Linked DNA regions of Mus musculus: regions 1 and 3 are each linked to region 2. Evidence: chromatin contacts called from public Hi-C data. All regions are on one chromosome and are shown on one strand. Each heading gives the region's core, a stretch centred on a gene start, on an enhancer-like site or on the middle of the called end of the contact. The rest is flanking DNA. Distances are from core to core; before and after follow the strand shown.

Evidence for each region. Hi-C and Micro-C count contacts between places; a contact is called where the count stands out from the background.
Region 1: a Hi-C map of cortical neurons shows a contact between it and region 2, with 2.7 times the contacts expected there. The contact joins two enhancer-like sites. A contact is called at or near these places in 3 of 484 Hi-C or Micro-C datasets (cortical neurons and palatal mesenchyme) and 1 of 115 datasets of contacts at active chromatin or transcription factors (astrocytes).
Region 3: a Hi-C map of cerebral cortex shows a contact between it and region 2, with 4 times the contacts expected there. The contact joins two enhancer-like sites. A contact is called at or near these places in 1 of 39 promoter capture datasets (hippocampal neurons) and 2 of 484 Hi-C or Micro-C datasets (cerebral cortex and cortical neurons).

Annotation. Positions count from the first base shown.
Region 1 is chr6:135,085,906-135,090,129 of GRCm38.p6, forward strand. No RefSeq gene overlaps it. Among named protein-coding and RNA genes, the nearest start is that of Gprc5a, 22 kb to the left of the region's middle. Within about 2 kb of position 2,031, at least 108 of the 459 cell types and tissues checked have an H3K27ac peak or open chromatin away from gene starts, as enhancers often do. A contact at or near this core is called in cortical neurons, where this site is marked.
Region 2 is chr6:135,905,251-135,909,041 of GRCm38.p6, forward strand. The region is part of intron 5 of Grin2b (glutamate receptor, ionotropic, NMDA2B (epsilon 2)); the gene reads right to left. Among named protein-coding and RNA genes, the nearest start is that of Gm14330, 55 kb to the left of the region's middle. Within about 2 kb of position 2,476, at least 37 of the 459 cell types and tissues checked have an H3K27ac peak or open chromatin away from gene starts, as enhancers often do. A contact at or near this core is called in cerebral cortex and cortical neurons, where this site is marked.
Region 3 is chr6:135,139,442-135,143,471 of GRCm38.p6, forward strand. All of the region lies in intron 3 of Hebp1 (heme binding protein 1), which reads right to left. Among named protein-coding and RNA genes, the nearest start is that of Gm22881, 7.2 kb to the right of the region's middle. RefSeq lists an enhancer at 2,106-2,669. Within about 2 kb of position 2,235, at least 51 of the 459 cell types and tissues checked have an H3K27ac peak or open chromatin away from gene starts, as enhancers often do. A contact at or near this core is called in cerebral cortex and cortical neurons, where this site is marked.

The DNA of each region.
Region 1 (4,224 bases), core at 781-3,280, 820 kb before region 2:
GCCTTGCTTACTGCAACAGGGCCACACCTCCTAATAGTGCCACTCCCTATGGCCAAGTATTTAAACACATGATGTTCCTAGCCAGGCATGGTGGCTCTCACTTTTCTAATGCTCTGGAGGCTGAGGTAGGGAGACTACCATGATTTTAAGACCCAGCTTAGGCTACAGTGTAAGGACCCTGTGCCATGACTCCTCACTAAATGTATATTCATGTTTTAATCTCACAACACAAAAATCAACACAATGGAGCTCTGAATTCAAAAGGTGTGGATCTTCCTCTGCACCATCAAGCCAGCAGTATCACAGTGGAAGCCCGGGAAGTGACCTGTGATTTAACTCAAATCTTACACCATCTACCTGGAGACAATATCACATCCCATGGATTGAGAGAGCCCAGAATTCCAAACGGATCACCATCACTTGTTTATCAGTCTGGTCCCTGGGTGCTAGATCTGTGTTTCTAATTTCTCTGCTATAAACTGGGTGTTCTCACCCTTTCCTGTCAGGACTGACTCCCAGGAGTCGGGGAAATGTCTCTGCATTTGTTATAAAGGCTGCTGCAAAGGATACAGATGAGATCTACAGGCTAGCCATGGGAGAAGCTTCTGACCTTATGACTCTATGTGCACCATCCACCAGGGCAGGCCAAGCACGTAGCCTCCTGAAGCGTTTTGGATTGTGTCTGAGTTTGTATGGAGTTGGTGTGCCTAGCAGGACTGCAGATAGATGTGTGTGTGTATGTGTGTGTGTGTGTGTGTGAGAGAGAGAGAGAGACAGAGACAGAGACAGAGACAGAGAGAGACAGACAGAGACAGAGAGACAGACCCTGCAAGGCTTGTGTATTCCTCTCTCTCTCTGGCCCAAGATGACTTGGAATTCACCATGTAGCCCACGTTGGCTTGTGGCCATCCTGCCTCAGTCTGCTAACTGGGAATTAAGGTCATCGTGACTAGCAACTTCCGGGCTCTTAGGTCTTCCGTTCTTCGTTCTTCACTGGAAGGTATCAGATTACCTCTGGATAAGGAGACTGAAGACCTGCTACCTGCTCCTCCTTTTTGGGGATAGTGTTTAGCTCTGTATGGGGGCCTCAAACTCAAGGGGATATGCTTGCCTCTGTCTCCTGAACTCTGGGACTAAAGGTATGTCTCTTGAGACAAAGTCTCATGGAGCCTAGGGTGGCCTCCAACCCTATGAAGCTGAGGCTGGTATGGCCATTCTGCTCCCACCTCCCCTGAAGGGCATAGAATGTTCTGGGCCCATCTTGTCGTTAAGGGAGGAGCCTTGCCAGGGTTTCTTTCTTTTTTTTTTTTTCTTTTTTTTTTAAGATTTATTTATTTATTATATGTAAGTACACTGTAGCTGTCTTCAGACACACCAGAAGAGGGAGTCAGATCTCGTTACGGATGGTTGTGAGCCACCATGTGGTTGCTGGGATTTGAACTCTGGACCTTCGGAAGAGCAGTCGGGTGCTCTAACCCACTGAGCCATCTCACCAGCCCGTTGCCAGGGTTTCTATACCTATGGCTGTTGAGACACCGAGGAGGACCTGGGAATGGCACCATCTCTGTCTCTGGAGAGCTTTGGCCAAGAGATTAAATGGTCCCCCAAGTGGAAAGATGGTCACAACATTCTGAGTGCGTGCCCTTTCTGGTAACAGAAGACTGCCTCTGCAAAGTGCTGGTCTTTCCCATGGCCCGTTGTCACTTCTGTTCATTTATAAGCTCTTTGCGTCAAGGGCTAGAAGTTCCACGTTTGAGAATTACTATACGGAAGAGGACTTCAATCTCATCTCCGCCCATAGGAAAGTAGAATGCGAAGACTCAGTCCAGGCTGGCCCTTGGCCAGTGTCAGTTGATTGATGTCTGGAGGCAAAGTGCCACTCTTTGAACTAAACGGTTAATGATGAATCAATGCGCAAGCCCAGCAGCCTTCTCTCTTTTTTTTAATCACGTGTGAAATAGACTTAGGGTCCCACCTTTCCGAACCAAAGTTGCCATACCCGGCTTCTCCACTAGATGGCAGGAAGACCTCAGCGTTCAACCCTGGGGAGCCTAAATACAGCATCTCCTGGCTTAAGGCCCCATTCTGGTTGAGGGCACAAGATTGTGAGCAGGACCGAGGGAGGCGTGCCTCAGAGCTGCCCCTTCCCCTAACCTTTAAAGCCACTTCCCGTCTCCTTTGCCCTTATTTTTTTTGTGTGTGAACTTCTCCAAGGTTTCCCAGCCCGTTTGCACGCAACCTGGCATCATTACATGTAACGTCTCACGGACTGATCTTATGAATGTCATCTGGTATTTATGTGGTGAGAACATTGGCTCTCGGTCAAAACCAGAAGTACAAGCTGGCCCTGGAGATCCAGGAGCCCCCTCCGCCCTCCCACTCGCTCCGTGTTTCCTTCCGTTCTGGGCTTACTGTTGCTGAGCACTGAATGCCCTGTTGGGCTTTTTTGATTTCCTGACTACTTTCTTTTGTTGCTGCCAGGGTTTTGCATGGTCACTGATATCCCAGCCTCAGCCTCAAATGGAGCGTTGCTTCAGAAAATCCTAACTGTTTACCTCTGAGCACCGGGGAATCTGGACTTTAGCTTGTAGGTTGCTGTCTTTGTGTGTTAAACATTTTAACTAATTAATTAATCAATCAATTAATTAATCAATCAATTAATTAACTAATTAATTAATTATGTGTGGGTTCCTGTGCATGTGTGTAGAGGTCACTTCTCTCTTCCCACCACACAGGTTCTAGAGACTGAAGTCAGGCCCAGACTTGCATCTCTCCCTGCTGAGCTATTGCCTGTTTCCTTTTCTTTTCCTTCTTTTACATGAAAGGTTTTATTATATGCGTGCTTTTATCTGTGTACGTGTATCACATGTATGCCCTCAGGGAAAGAAAGGGACCGGTCCTTTAGGGGTGAATTACAACCAGTTGTAAGCTGCCTTGTGAATGCTGGGAACGGAACTCAGGTCTTCTGTGAGAATAGCCAGTGTTCTTAGCTCTTGAGCCCCCCCCCCCTCTCTCTGACAGGATCTTATATAGCTTGTGTTAGCCTCAAAGTCACTTTGTAGGCAAGGTCCTTCTACCTCCGCCTCCCAAGAAGTAGGACCACAGGTGTATATAGCACCATGTCTGGCTTGCTTTTGGAATGTGTGTGTGTGTGTGTGTGTGTGAACCTCTACCTATATGCATGTATGGAGGTCAGAAGGAGACACTGAGTGTTTCTGTTCTATCACCCTCTGCCTTATTTCTTGGAGACAGGGTCTCTCACTGTAGCTAGAGCTAGGCTAGCAAGCCCTGGCGATCTTCCCTGACAAGGCAGAGGCTACAGGTACATGTGTAACCACAATGTTTTACTTGGGTCTTGGGTATTTGAACATAAGTTCTCATGCTTGCATAGCAAGCATACTTACTTACTGAGCCAGGTGTGAGGCAGGGTTTGATGCTGTATCCCAGGCTAGCCTGGTACTACATATCCCAGGCTGGCCTTTCACTCTCAGGACTCCTGTTCCGGCCTCCCAGGTATCCCTTACAGGCCTGCATCTGCATGTCTGGCTCTAGAACCCTTTGTCTTCAGGGCAGATAATGCTTTGGCCTCCCTGGATTCTGCTGATGTTCCATAGATGGCTGGGTTTGGGTAGCAAGTCACTGGTGCCTGACCCTGCAACTCCCCAAATACCTACAGAGTTGCCCATTCCTTGGAGAGGAACATCTCTGGACCTAAAACTCTGTGGTTTAAGGAGGTCGCAGAGACTGTCTGGTTGGTGTCTCTGCAGCCTTCATTTAACAGGAAACTCAGGGAAGCACGATGGAGCAGATACAGTAAGGATTGTATCGCTGGTTCTTGGCTCTCTCTGCTGTCAATCCCTGATCAATTCTACAACTGTTTTTAAAGGGAGCATTTGGTCAAAGAAACAAAGCCTGAGTATGATCACCCATATTTTCAGGATTCCTCTGATTCTCCTTCTTCAAATCAGGAGCCCTCTCCTGGCCTCTCTCCTGGTCTTCTCGCCCTGTCTGGCATGGAAGCCGCAGGGAGGCACTGGTGGGAACTGCCTTTCTGATTTGTCCTCCATCTCCCAGCCTTGAGTCAGCTGTCAGGTGAGGGCGCTCCAGACAAGAAGAAAAGCTTTCCCTCAAGCTGCAGCCCGTGAGATGGGGGTGGGGTGGGGGTGGGGGGACGACGACACAAAGTTCCCGCAGGCCTGAAGCCTCTGTGCAGTGTAAGCCAGC
Region 2 (3,791 bases), core at 1,226-3,725:
TTTCTGAGTTACCCCCTTTGACTGAACGTGCAAATATAGATAGATGGGGGTAACTGGGAGATGCTCTGGGCAGGTTAACTATCATGTCTTTGCTACTTCCTGCATGATTCATATAATACCAGCACCAAATGGCTAGCATAGCATGAGGCTCAGATCACATCAGGCAGGAGGACCAGAGCACCAGCCAGGGAAGGGAAGTGTAAAGAGCTAGGGGCATTAAAGAATGGTCACAGGCCCTAAGCTACTAAATCCATGAGTCTATACTGGTCTGAGAGTGTAGTGTGGTTGCTATCTGTCTTTCAACCATCTGTGACTTCCAGTGAAAACCTTGGGTGTGTGTGGATATAAAATCCAGAAACGCTTATAATGCCAAATGCATAATTCTGCTTGCAGAGCCTGCCATTAAGTCGTGTGTAAAATAAGAATTCGACTGTCTGCCTGTGTAAGATATTTTTCTATCAAACCTCAAGAAGCCAGATGAATATTAGAATATGCTACACAAGAAATGCCTGGCTGGTTCCAAAAGGAGAGCAAGCACTGTAAAGCAATTAATAAATGCTATTTACGAGCGGTGATTAGCTCTTTTCTTGTGTTGCGTTATTGGTGAGGGGATGTAGGAAAACTCATATAGCCACTCTGTTGGAATCTCGATTTGAAAGGGAACAAGAACCCTAGATTCCCACCCCTTCTACTCATTCCACAAAGCCTAAATCTTACAAACGTAAGGATCAGATGCAAAACTTCTGCTTGTGAGGGAGACGCCTGGGTACGTGGAAGTCTGGCTAAAACCAATGGCAACGATCACCTAATGATGCCCCTGTGGTAAGTGCGCCTGGTGGCTCTGCCCTGGTTCTCTCCTACAAATCACAGGGAACTAACAAGAACAACGCAGCACTTTTTTTTCCTTTGTCTTCTTATTTCTTTGGCGAAACATAGCATCTCCCCCCAAGTCTTTAATCAGACAGTTGGCACTCGTCTGTTCTGCAAATGCAATATTCCTTAATTGTGTTTCTTAATACAATTACAGAGCTGTGCTTTGGCCGCGCTGGCTCACAGAACCGTGCCAAGATCGAGCCCAGTCAGAGCCACAAAAGTTTAAATGCCACACGTTACAGAAGTGCCTACCAGCCCCTGCCACCGTAGGATCAGAACCAATGAAACTAACTGCTCAAAAGGCAGAGGCAGCAGGGAGAGGTAGAAGGTGGACATCTCACTCTCTGCACTGTGGTACTCACCCACTGCTCCTCACTCTAAATACTATTTTCTCTTTCTTGCATTTCAGTCTACAATTCCATTAAATATAATAACAGCGTAGAAATACAAAGAACATCTTTTTTTTTTTTCAGCACGAAAAAACTTTCATTTTAAAGCCCACTGTGTGCTCCAAAAATTTAGCAATGCATCAATTTCTCATCGGGGCCAGGGCACACATGGTACTGGAAGCTTTAAAGTTCAGTGTCTTTTCTCTGTATATGGGTTGAACTAAAGACTCCTTAAAGCCAACCCATTCCGATGCTTCTGTTGCCAACCATGCTGATAGAAACTCATCTCTCTGCATAAAATAGACCCACAAATGTCAGCTGAAGGAACGGGATGCACGAGAGAATCAGGATTTCTTCTCATGCGATAAATGTTCACAGCTTGTACCCTTTCCAGAATTTGAGGTTCCCAACACCAGCAACAATTACAGTTTTTGGATTGACCTTCAGGAGGGAAGCAAAGGAAGGGATTCTTTCATGAACACCAGGTTTAAAATCCATTTAAAATGTCATTCTACCCTGTTCTGTTCATCTGGGCCACACAAATGACAGCAGAGTGGTTCTAAGCCCCTGGCTGCTGGAATCAACCTCCAAGCCCTGATACACATCGTTTCTGACTGAGCCTGTACCCCTTTCTGGTCCTTCGGAGTTAGAATTTGCGTTAGGTCAGGCCCGGGTTCTGGACAGACTCTCATCAGTTTTCCTGAACTCTTCCATGCAATTGGCAACAAGAAACTGAGGATTCAAAACACAGGGAGGGGAAAACGGCAAAGACAGCAGGCAAGGAAGCCAGCTTGTCAACACTTCCCCGAGGCTGTTGACTCATTACCAGGTGATAACATTTTGAAAGACTCCTCTAGCTGGAAAACTAAGAACGCTAGCTGCTGATCACAGCAAATCTCCCTTGCTTAGTGTACAGTAATGCCACCGCTCCCTCAACCACCAGCACCCCACATTATCCTACTAAGAGTTGTGGGTTGCAAATCCCCCGCCAACTGCCCCTTCCCACTTTGTAGCATACAGTAGGCATCGGCCCATTATCATGACTACGAGGACAGATCTGCTAAAAGCTGATCCCCTAGAGTCCACTCAAAACATCCCAGTATTCCACTTGCCCCTTGCGGGTTAGTTTGGGGACTGGGCAGAACCGGGGAAGGAAACGCTTCCCTAAGGATTGTGCCGCCGCTAGAGGCCGCTCTGAGCCAGATTCTCGCCTAAATCTGCTCTGAAGGGAAATCGCATCAGAGGGAAGAGGCAGCACTGAGTAGCACCGGGAGTCATGGCAACACCATGGCTCCTATTTTTAAACTTGTGGGTGAGTGAGCACACCAAGTGTGCGTGTATGTGCGTGGGGGGAGGGATTGGGGCGCATCTCAGAGGAATATCCTCCCATATGCTTTTGAGTTTTCAGGGGTGAATAATCTGTGTCCAGAAGGTCATCGAATTAAATTGGAACTTGGGATGGAAGAATGTGTTCTTTCCTTAACTTCACTACCTTGGTCTCAATCACAAAAGATCCTTTAGGTCCTAAAGGCACACCTAAATTCCTGATAGCTCCAGCCAGCGTCCTCTTTAATGCTGATCTTTGTTCCTTCCGCGTGCTTTGCCAGCCTCTTGGGTGATTCACTTTGTGTTGCTAGAAGAGTAAGAAGTCTAAGACTGCAAATTAAAGGGATCTTTTTGCGGATGCCCCACTCCTCCTGAGGCCAATCAAAGTGCATGCTGGGTAGCATTTGCATCGTCCAGAACCTTGAACAAGCCTCAGTATAGAAAAAAGGGTGCAGACACCCACTGCCTATGTTATCAATTAAACCAAGTGCAAATGGCATCTAAAATGCAGAAAACTGGCCCAGGTTGGTTCAGCCCGTTTCTTCCCCAGCAGCACTCCCCCACCTCTGTTTCCTTCTGGTCTGCTCTCCGGCAGTGTGTATGCTTTGAACAAGTCCAAACTTATCTAACCTGTCAAAAATGAACGGTGGCCCTGGAGAACATCTGTAAATCAAGACAGAGGTCAAGGTCTTGCTTTTGTCTTAACACATGTCCAACGACAATATTTTCAATGTTCCTCTGACCTTTCTGAGTGCCAACAGACTCTAGAACAGAATGTTTGCCTCCTCCTCTATAGGAGGAATTGCATCGGCCACCTCTATGTAAATGCCAAATGCCGGGACCACGTAGCCATAAAGGCATCTCTTATAGGAGGATTTAATTGAAGACTGTCTGAGAGACCAAGGATTTTTGAAGTAGACAATGCCAGCCAATCAGGAACTGTTGTTTAGAAAAACTGCTCTCTTGGAACCAGTGGAGCATAGGTGGAGGGTATTAAAGGAGCTTGCAGCCGTGCTCAGACGAGTTTGCCACTGCACTTCTTACCTGCTCCCAGAGTCTGTGTCATTTACTCTGTGCCACCTCACCTCCAACCCCAAGGACGGGGAGGGTCAGCAGCCAGTAGTCCAGGGCACAGGCAACACTCTTTCATCACAAGATTCTCAGGTGTGGAGTGATTGGGTATGCTTTTCCATGTATGAGATA
Region 3 (4,030 bases), core at 985-3,484, 770 kb before region 2:
AGCATCTGTTGCTCCCACAGAGGACCCGAGTTCAGTTCCCGGCACCCATGTCAGGCAGCTCACAACAACCCTAACTCCAACTTCAGGGGATCCAATGCCCTTTTCTGGTGTCCAAAGACACAAAACCACACACACACAGACACATGATTAATTAAATGTAAAACAAAAGCTTAAACACCGAAACAAAAACAACATCAAAAGACTGATTTTGAAAAGGTCCAGAAGTATTGTACTTAAGTGAATCTTTCCTCTGCTGGAGGCAAAATGGCTGCCTGCAAGCTCCAATCGTAGCCCCAGCACTTTCCAGCTCGTGGTCAAGATCAACTCCTGCAGTATCTTGAACATTTGAGCCCTTTGTCAAGTAAGGATGATGATAACAGCACTAATTTTGAGAGTTGGCTTAGGAAATTAAGGGAGAAGAGACTGCCCAGTATAGTGCTTGTCACACAGTAGCTACCACTTTTACAGTTGCCCCTTGGTATCTCTGAAGTAATTATTCTAGGTCCTAGGTCCTGCACAGGGACTAAAATCTGTAGCTGCTCAGGTCACTTATGCAAAATAGACTGTATCTGCATGCCTGCCTGCATGGATCCTGTGTGGTCGGTCCTCCTCTCAGATACTTTAGTTTTTATTTTATCTCTCTCTCTGTGTGTGTGTGTGTGTGTGTGTGTCAGAGAGAGAGAGACAGAGACAGAGACAGAGACAGAGACAGAGACAGAGGCTGAGGGAGGACCTCTGTGTGCTATAGCACAGATGGAAGCAAGAGAACAACTTTTTGGAGTCAGTTTTCTCTTTGCACACCCAGGGTTCAAACTCAGGTCTTCAGGCTGGCATGGTAAGCACTTCTACCCACTGAGTGCTGGCCCCTCTAAGGCCCTTAAATAATTTTTGAATTACAGACCGTATCTCATGCCATGTAAACGCTGTGCAAGTTGCAGTTAAAATGTACTTCTGGGGTAATAATGAGGAGAAAAAAAAAGTTTGTGGGCCAGTGAATGGCTAACCAAGGCCGATGAACAGGAGCCACAAGGCCAAAGAGAGAACAGACTCCCGAGATACACATGAACACACACACACACACACACACACACACACACACACACACACACACACACACACACACACCAACTGTTTGGTACAGAGACAAATTTCTTAGGATTTTTGCCACACAGATCTATGCTGGGACAAGCATTGATGAATCGTGTGACAATTACTTCTTAAAATTTTTGTTACAATTATTTATTTATTTATTCATTTATTTGGTTGTGGGTGTTGGTGTGTGTACGTGTGCATAGCATAGTGCCATGGTGTGTGGGAACAGAGACCCGACTGTACAGGTTATTTCTTTTCACCATGTGGACCCCAGGACTTACACTCGCATCAGCCAGCGCCTTCACCAGCTGGGCCATCTCAACAGCCCTCACATGGTATCTGAATATCTGTCTGACACCGTATGACAGGTCATTTTTGTCAGCTTGGCTGGTTTTAGCATCACCTAGGGTACACATCTCAGGGTGTGCCTGCAAGGATGTTTTCCAAGAGGTCTAACTGAGGAGGGAGTGGATACAGGCAGTGCCATCGCATAGACTGGGGTCCTGGGCTGAATGGAAAGGGAAGAAAGCAAGCAAGGTGAGTGTCAGCATCCCTGGCATCCTTCACTCTCCTCTTGAGGACCCTGGACGTAGTGTGACCAGCGGCCTCACACTCCTGCCTCCAGCCTTCTCTGTCTCGAGGAGCGCTATCCCCTTTCCACTGAAGAGATATGACTAGCTCTGGTCAGTGAGGAGCGATTCAAGGTACAGATGTTGCTCAGAAAGCTGAAAGGTTGTTCTCAGGGGTCCTACGACCTCCTTCAGTGATGACAACAGGAAGAGGACCCATCAAAGGTTTCTTGGGAGTGGAGACCCAGTAAAGAGTGGCAAAGGAAATGTCATCACTCAAGAATTTATAAAGTTCACTCCTGAAAACCCCCTGCATTTATTCCTAGGCAGCACATGATGCTATGTAATAAAAATAAAACTTCCCTAACTGCTTCGCTATAGAAACCACCAGGAAACAAACAAGGCTGGGAGGGTCATAGAAATACAGGCATGTGCTGTCTTCTCTGCTCATTTTACCAACTCACTCTGACCCTAGTCACAGAAAGACAAACAAGCCAGCTAGCCAAGTCCTCCCAGGAGCACAGCCCCTCATAGGAAGGAGGCCCAGCCTGGCTGACTCAGCCTGCCATCAACACCAAGTGCCTCATCCCTACCAGTCTCAGCCTCCACTCGCACACTCAGGACGACAGCTCCGTGCCCACAGCTCTGCGAATTCACGAGCGTGCTTGAGTGAGTGGCAAGAAATGCTTGTAAAGTGCTTCGAGCTCCCCACAGGAAATTGAATGCTCAGACTGTTTTCGTAAGCCTGTTAATAGGTGTGTAACTCCTCACCTTCAAAGAAGCTGTCCTCCAGGGCACTGGATTTTATCTCACCCCATGTCAGACTAGCAACCGTGGTTACCATGGAAGCAGAAAGACATACCCGTATCTACGTACGCACACATGCACGTGAGTTCAGGGAAAAAATAAAGAGGCAAACTAGAAAGACTAGGAAAGTTAGGAGGTGGTCAAGAGTCAAGCTTCAGTCAGTCAAGGAGGCCAATATGCATGCCATGTTATCTTTCAGCGAGTCTGTGATGCTCTGTGTGTGTGTGTGCGTGTGTGTGTGTGTGTGTGTGTGTGTGTGTGTGTGTGTGTGTGTGTGATGATTCTGAGGTTGACCATCTACTGTTGTCTAAAACGTTAACAAGAGGATACCAGTTTACAGAGTTAGCTGTGGTTCTAATTTCTCCTTCTGTTACTGTGACAAAACACTGACCAAGAGCAACTTGGAAGACAGAAAGGGTTTATTTGGCTTACACTCCCACGGCACAGTCCATCCATCATAGGAAGTGAGGACTTCAGTCTGGAGGTGGCAAAGCAGAGGCCAGAGAGCAGTGGCTCTCAACCTTCCTAATGCTGTGACCCTTTAATACTGTCTCTCATCTTGTGGTGACCCCAACCATGAAATTATTTTTCTACTGTTATGAATCATGAGTATCTGATATGCAGGATATCAGATATGTGATCCCCGGGAAATGGTCCTACAAACCCCCAAGGGGTCGCGACCCACAGGTTGAGAACCACTACTATAGAGTCCATTGTCCCCCCCCCCTCGCCTTTCCCCACTCTTGCTTGCTCAGCCCGCTTTCCTATAGCACCTAGCACCATCAGGCCACAGATTGTACCTCTCATAGTGGAATGTTCTCTTGCATATCAATCATTAGTCAAGAAAATGCCAAAGACAGGCTAATATAATGGAAGCAATTTCTCCATTGAGGATCCCTCTTCCCAGATGTGCTGGCTAGTTTTATGTCAACTTGGCACAAGCAAGGGCCATCAGGGAGGAGCAAGCCTGTAGGGCTCTTGATAGGGGGGAAAGGCCCAGCCTATTGTGGGTGGGGCCACCTGGGCTGGTGGTCCTGGGTTCTATAAGAAAGCAGGCTGAGCATGTCATGAAGAGTAAGCCAGGAAGCTGAACTCTTCTATGGCCTCTGCATCAGCTCCTGCCTCCAGGTTCCTGCCCTGCTTGAGTTCCTGTTCTGACTTCCTTCAATGATGGACTACAATGCAGAAGCTTAAACCAAAGACACCTTTCCCTCCCCAACTTGGTTTCAGTCACGGTGTTTCATCACAGCAACGGTAACCCCAACTAAGACACCAGGCAACTTTAGATTGTGCCAAGCTGAGAAAACTAACCGGCTACACACACAGCAGCTATGCACCAAACTAGAGTAACTGCCCATCTCAATTCCACAGGGAAGATGGCGTCTCATTGATGTCTACTGAACAAGTGCAAGAGCTGACTGGGTGGAACATCCTTGAGCACAGAGCCCAGAGCTATAAGAGGGTAGAGAACCTCTGCTCTGTGGTGTCCTGGCCACCAGCGTTAGTGGTCATGTCCAGCATACCGAGATTATATGGGCAGATGGAAATACAACATACCTGGA